Linked DNA regions of Triticum aestivum: region 1 is linked to region 2. The links are chromatin contacts, called in public Hi-C maps. All regions are on one chromosome and are shown on one strand. Each heading gives the region's core, a stretch centred on a gene start, on an enhancer-like site or on the middle of the called end of the contact. The rest is flanking DNA. Distances are from core to core; before and after follow the strand shown. Region 1 holds the start of LOC101290665 (gibberellin 2-beta-dioxygenase 3). Region 2 holds the start of LOC123069239 (polyadenylate-binding protein-interacting protein 11).

Region 1 (2,961 bases), core at 312-2,811, 350 kb after region 2:
AGGAGCCGTCGCGCGCGCAGATCTCCAGCCCGGACGTGCCGTTGGAGCGGAGCACGGAGATGACCTGCGGGTCCGTGTGCTCGCCGAACCCCGTCAGGAGGCGGCCCTGCAGCTCCGGCCGCGGCGGGTAGTGGTTCACCCGGACCATGCTGTCGCTCTCCGCGTCCGACACCAGCCGCGACAGCGCGTCCGCCGGCGCGACCCCCAGCCCCTCCGCCATCAGCTCCAGCACGCCGCACGCCATCCGCCGCACCGCCGCCGCGTACTCCTCCAGAAGATCCCTGACAACAAAAAAAAGACCACCAAAATATCACTCAATGCATTTCTCGGCGACACCGATTAATGAATGATGTCAAAAGAGATGCGGATAGAGATGGGGCGCGGCGGTGTGGAGTGCAAACGGCAGCACGTCACCGGAGCGGCAGAAAGGCAGCGTACGTACGTAGCTGGACGGGCGGCGCGTCGACACGGATGCGCGGCGACGCCGACACGTGCGAACGGAGCAGCACGGCAAGTAGAGAGTGATCGAAAGGAACGGGCCGACCGTTACGTCGCCGCCGCACGTGAGTCAAACGTTAAAGATTCGCCGCCTCCGTACGTCGGCCGCGATAAATAGTGAAGCTCCACGCGGCCACGAAAGGCCGACCTTATCCACGGAAATTCTCCTTATATTTTCAAATTTGCTTTTCAGGAACTCTAAACTATTCAACGAAAAAAAATCCCACAGCTTCGTGTTTTAGGGACCTGGCAAATTGACTGGTGTTGCTAGCTAAGATTCACTTTTGGTACACTTTAGGAGTTCAGGTAATGCTCTCCAACTGACAGTGATTGGACTGTTCGAACACGCATTTTGAGCAGAGCAGATCATGAGAGGGCGGGAAGAAAAACGTGGCGTGGCATGTGTGCATGTGCATGTGCATGTGTTTGTCAGCGGAGGGAGGGGGTGCCGGTGCAGACGCGGAGGGCGCATGTAAAATGTACGCGTGCATGGGTGGCGAGCGAACGAACTCACCGCAAGGGGCAGGGGGGCTCGGACAGTGACGCCACGGCGGCGCCCGCGCACGGCAATGTCCAGGACGTGAAGGAGGCGGCGGGCAGCGCGCCGGCGGGGGTGACCCCCAGCATGACGTACTCGATCCACCCGAGGTCGCCGGAGACGCCGATCCGCTTGCTGCCGTACCCGAGCGGCCGGCCCGCGGCGGCCTCCTTCTCGGCCTGCGGCAGCGCGAAGAACTCCGCCGCGGCCGCCTCCGCGGCGCGCACGAGCTCCGGCGGCACCCCGTGGCCGGTCACCTTGAAGAAGCCCTGCTCCTCGCACGCGGACACCAGCGCGCGCGCCGCGGCCGCGCGGCCGGGCCCCGGGGCGGCGGACAGGTCGATCGCCCGGACGTGGGCCAGCGGCGGCTGCGCCGCCGGCAGCGCTATCTGCTCGAGCTCGCCCTTGGCAAGAACCACCATGGTCGGTCGGCTTCTTCTTCCTTGGTCTCGAGGAAACAGAGGAGAAAGCAGGGCAGGAAGGTTTGATCGAGCAAGCGCGAGAGCTCTTCGAGTCGAGTGATACGAGCCGAGCTCGTTGCCCTCTATTTATAGGCGCACCGGCCCGCCCGCCGGAAGTTTGGGTTGGTACAAGTACAGCCTCTGAATATTCCGCGCGCTCTGCCTGTGCACCTGTGACGCTGTAGTGCGTTGATCTGGGCCGTCAGATCGAGCACCAATGGCACGGATCGCTAGTGTCATCATGGGTTGCCGTTTCGCTCATCGTTACATTAGATCGGTAGTGTCCGTGCCGGTTTAATCCCTGCCGTCTGAGCACTTCAGTACGTACGCGGAATGTGTGTTTTCTACGTCAGTGATGACACATGGCTCACATATTACGATTGTTTTGTTTTTCGGTTTAGAATTCCTTGCTGGCGACACAGAAAATCTTGAAAGTCCATCATAGTCACACTTCCAGAAAACTTACTTGGGTCAGAGCCTTCAGCCTTCAGAGCGATGGCCGATCGGGGTCACTTTCAATCTTGGTCATCTTTTGACGATATTGCTTACAAGTTACCACCATGCGGACGACGTATACGAGTCTTTTTGCCAATACCTGCAAAATGCTCTTGAATAGCCAGGCAAGATACTTGTGGGTCTTAAACACTGAGCATAATAGTATATACATGGACCAATAATGCCGTGGATTTGCCGTGGCGTGGTGGTACAATGCACTCCAGCAGAATAGGAAAATACTTGTGCAGCACTTGCTCAGAGGACCACAAGGATAATATGTCCGTCCGGGTTCATTTCCTTCTTCAAAAATAGGAATGGACTGCATGAACGGGGAGCCCCGCTGAGCTGTCCATGCTAAAAAAATCCTCGCCAGGTGCAAGAGATAGACGCAGATAACGTGTGCTGTATGCCTATATTTATCGCTTGCGAACCCAAGAACAATAATCTCACGTTCTAGATGGGCCTTGACGTCTTTTGGCCACATTAGACCAGCACGCATTTTGCCAACTTCGGTTTGCTAATCGCTACTGAAGATTGGGATCTTTACAGGTATCCCAATAGCTCTTTTTAATCACGATAGTTGGAGACGCTCACTGATGGTCTGGGAAACACATTAAGCAGATCCACAACCCTCTATTCATGTAAAAAAAAAGGGTACCTATGTGAGTAGGCTATGGGGTCTCTATTATCCGTGTTTTGAAACGAACTATTATCCGTGTTTGTCAAAAAAAACTCATCCTATCTTAATGAATGAAATCAGAATGCTGTTTTTCGTCAAAAAAAATATTATCCGTGTTTGTGACGAAGGCAGTAAGATCCAAGTTACACTTAGAAAGGCTTCAGAGAAGGACGGCTGGAGCTTGAGTCATTTTCAACCTTGGTCATCTTTTGACAAAGAAGCCACTGCAAGTACCTAACAATATGCTGATTTACTATTTATAATTTTTCTGTTTTTTTGGAAAGGTTTAA
Region 2 (2,864 bases), core at 147-2,646:
TACATTCCTCCTCTCATTATCTACAAAATTCCTCCTCTGGTGGATAGGAAAACACACTTATCATTTCTTATTCCTGCTAGTACCTTTCCAATGGAATCATACTATCCAAACTTAATTATTACAAGCAGCTGATCTGGAGAAGAATCACATTATTAAACAACAGACAGCTGAACCAAAACCACGGAAAAGTCTAGTCTAAAATGAATTGCTCTAAATATCAAAGTGAAAAGGCGTCCACATTCTAATTTATGTTTTCTCTGAACTGAATTGCCAGATTCAGAGACTACCTAATAATAGGAAAGTGTACGAGTAGATCAGGGTTAAAGATATGATACTTTTTAATATCTGGATTTTACATCGATCTGAATTCTTAAGTGAAATTATATGTTTTAGAACTCACATGAACTGGGATATTTTAACCAAAACAAGCCAAATCAATAGGATCTAAAACCCAGAATATTATTAATCAAACACACCGACGATCTAAGCAGCAGAGAAAACATATCTCACAAAGAGATTTGCAGATAGATAGTGCACTAGTCGTGACTCTGAAGCGAAACCTCACTATAACCAAGGGAACCTCGAAAAGAAGAACATGGCAAGGCTTTCACTAAAGAACGCCAACAACCACACCACGCAAACCACCAACCGCCGGTAACGCCATCCAACGCAAATGAGGGAAAAAAGATAACGTACCAAGTCTTCTTAACGTATCAAGTTATCAAGTAATGCAAAAAAGTAATCACGCCAAATCCTCCGCACAGGGGAAAACCACCCGCTCCGATCCGAGCCTTCCAATCCAACCAAGTCCCAGCCTCTGAATGATTGATGACACTAAAAGAGGCCGCAGAATTTTACCATGCGCTGCTGGTACCCAATGTACCCGGCGTCGGCGCCGGGGTACCCGGCGATCCCCCCGTTCCGGCCTCCGATCGGGCCGTAGTAGAACACCGGCGCGTCCGCCGACAGCCCCTTCCTGGGCGTGGCGGCCGCGGAGGACGGGACGAACTCCTTGGCGGCCGGGTTCAGCTTGGAGAGCAGGTCCACCAGCTTCTGCACGTCCTTGCGGTACTCCGCCTCCTTGGCCGCCGCCGCGGAAGCCGCGGGCGAGCCCTCCGCCACCGCCGCCATCCGCGCGGTCGCCTCGACAGCCGACACACCAGACGCCGACGACGATGCCTCCGTCCCTGGCCGAACCGCGCGGCGGACTGGACTGGTTGGTGGGATTCTAGCGAGGCGAGGGGAGGCCGTCCGTCTGGTGCAGGCTCTGCTCTGGAGTGCGGGGGAGATGGAGGAGGGGGTGGGAAGGTTCGCGTGCGATGCGTGGCACTGTGCCGCGCTCGTGCTCTCGCTCGCTAATGGCGTCGATTAGTCGCGGGTGGGTTTTGCTTTTACGGGGTTTTTGGCCATTTGCGGTGCGCAAATTATATGCCGAGAACCGGGGAGAAAAGGACGGGTGCGACGCGGGGCCGGTTTCTGCGTGGACGTGTTCTACACCATCAGATCCATGCGCCGGTACGTTTGGATTTAATGTTGGTCGATGGTTTAATGTCGACGGTTACTCTTAACCCGCAAAGCGCGTGGAATTACTCGTCGCTTAAATGGATGTATGTATTTCACAAACTATGCTTTGTTTAAACATTCACCAAAGCAAATTATCTTTATTAAGAGTTCGTAGAGCGGTTGATACGGTCAATCATTTCTAATGGATTCCATGTCACATAGAAACGACAATAAACACATGCTATATGATGGAGTGTGTTATCTATAGTATTTAATGAGATAAGTTCTTAAAATTATGTGATATCCTCCCCAAAAAAAAAAACACCAGTTGCCCTATGCGCCGCTAAGACGTTAGAGCATCTCCAACAGCCACGCTAAACGAGCGCCGCGCTGCAAAAAATGCCATTTTAGCGCGCGCTACGCGGCGGCTCGCTCCAGCGGGCACTTAGCGCGCGCGCAAAAACGGCGCGCGCGATACCGGGTTGGGCGCGCGGTCAAAACCGCTTATCCGCGCGGTGTATTTGGAAGCGCCAGCTACAGCGCGCGGCACACTCGAGCGCTCGCGCCCGCACTCTCGCCCTCTCCTTGTCCTACGCCCCGCACGCGCCGGCGCCGGCGCCCTGCCCCCGCCATGGACGCGCACACCGGCGCCTGCTCACCCCGTTGTACATCCGCGAACCCCCCGCCGCCGCCGCCGCCGCCGGAAACCCTAGCGCGACGAGCGCGGGCGTCGCCGCCGCCGGAGCTCCGCCGAGCGTCGGCCTCGCGCGCAGCCTCTTCTTGCCGCCGCGGATGACTACGGCGCCGGCGCCGGGTGGCGTCGCGCCGGCGCCATCCCGTGCCGCCGCCGCACCGTCGAAGAAAGTACCCAATGCGGCGCGGACGAAGAAGGGCAAAACATCCGCAAAGAAGAACAAGGCGGCGGACGGCTCCGGCATGGCGAGGGGGAAAAAGCTTGCAGGGCGTTCGACGGCCGCGGCGGCTACCGAAGCGCCGGCGAGCTCACTCGTTGAGCCGGCCGCCGACGCGCACCAAGTGTTCGACGAAATGCCCCCAAGGTGAAAAAATTTCCAAGTATTTTTTTCTTCTTATTTTTTCAATGCATCATCATTTTACATATAGATAGCTTATTTGCATTGTTCAAAAAAATTGTAGTCTCAACGATGATGCATACATGTCCACTATGGGTGTTGGGTCCAACAATTCGCATTAGTCTCAAACCAATGACATCCATTTCGAAGACCATGAGTTTGAGGTGGACGAGGAGGGTGAGGGAATTGTCGAGGCGCCGAGAGGAAGAGCGGGCAATTACTCCACCACCGATGACAAGTTACTATGCAACACTTATTTGCATGTCTCCA

The links. A called contact is a pair of places that touch in the nucleus more often than the background predicts.
Region 1: a contact with region 2 is called in a Hi-C map of leaf, with 4 times the contacts expected there. The contact joins the promoter of LOC101290665 here to the promoter of LOC123069239 in region 2. A contact is called at or near these places in 3 of 5 Hi-C or Micro-C datasets (all in leaf).

The regions. Positions count from the first base shown.
Region 1 is chr3B:178,243,504-178,246,464 of IWGSC CS RefSeq v2.1, forward strand. LOC101290665 (gibberellin 2-beta-dioxygenase 3) reads right to left here and starts at 1,562. Exons shown (of 3, transcript XM_044492041.1): 1 at 1,013-1,562; 2 at 1-281. The coding sequence starts at 1,458.
Region 2 is chr3B:177,894,904-177,897,767 of IWGSC CS RefSeq v2.1, forward strand. It overlaps LOC123069239 (polyadenylate-binding protein-interacting protein 11), which reads right to left and starts at 1,397. Exons shown (of 10, transcript XM_044492038.1): 1 at 859-1,397; 2 at 1-36. The coding sequence starts at 1,131.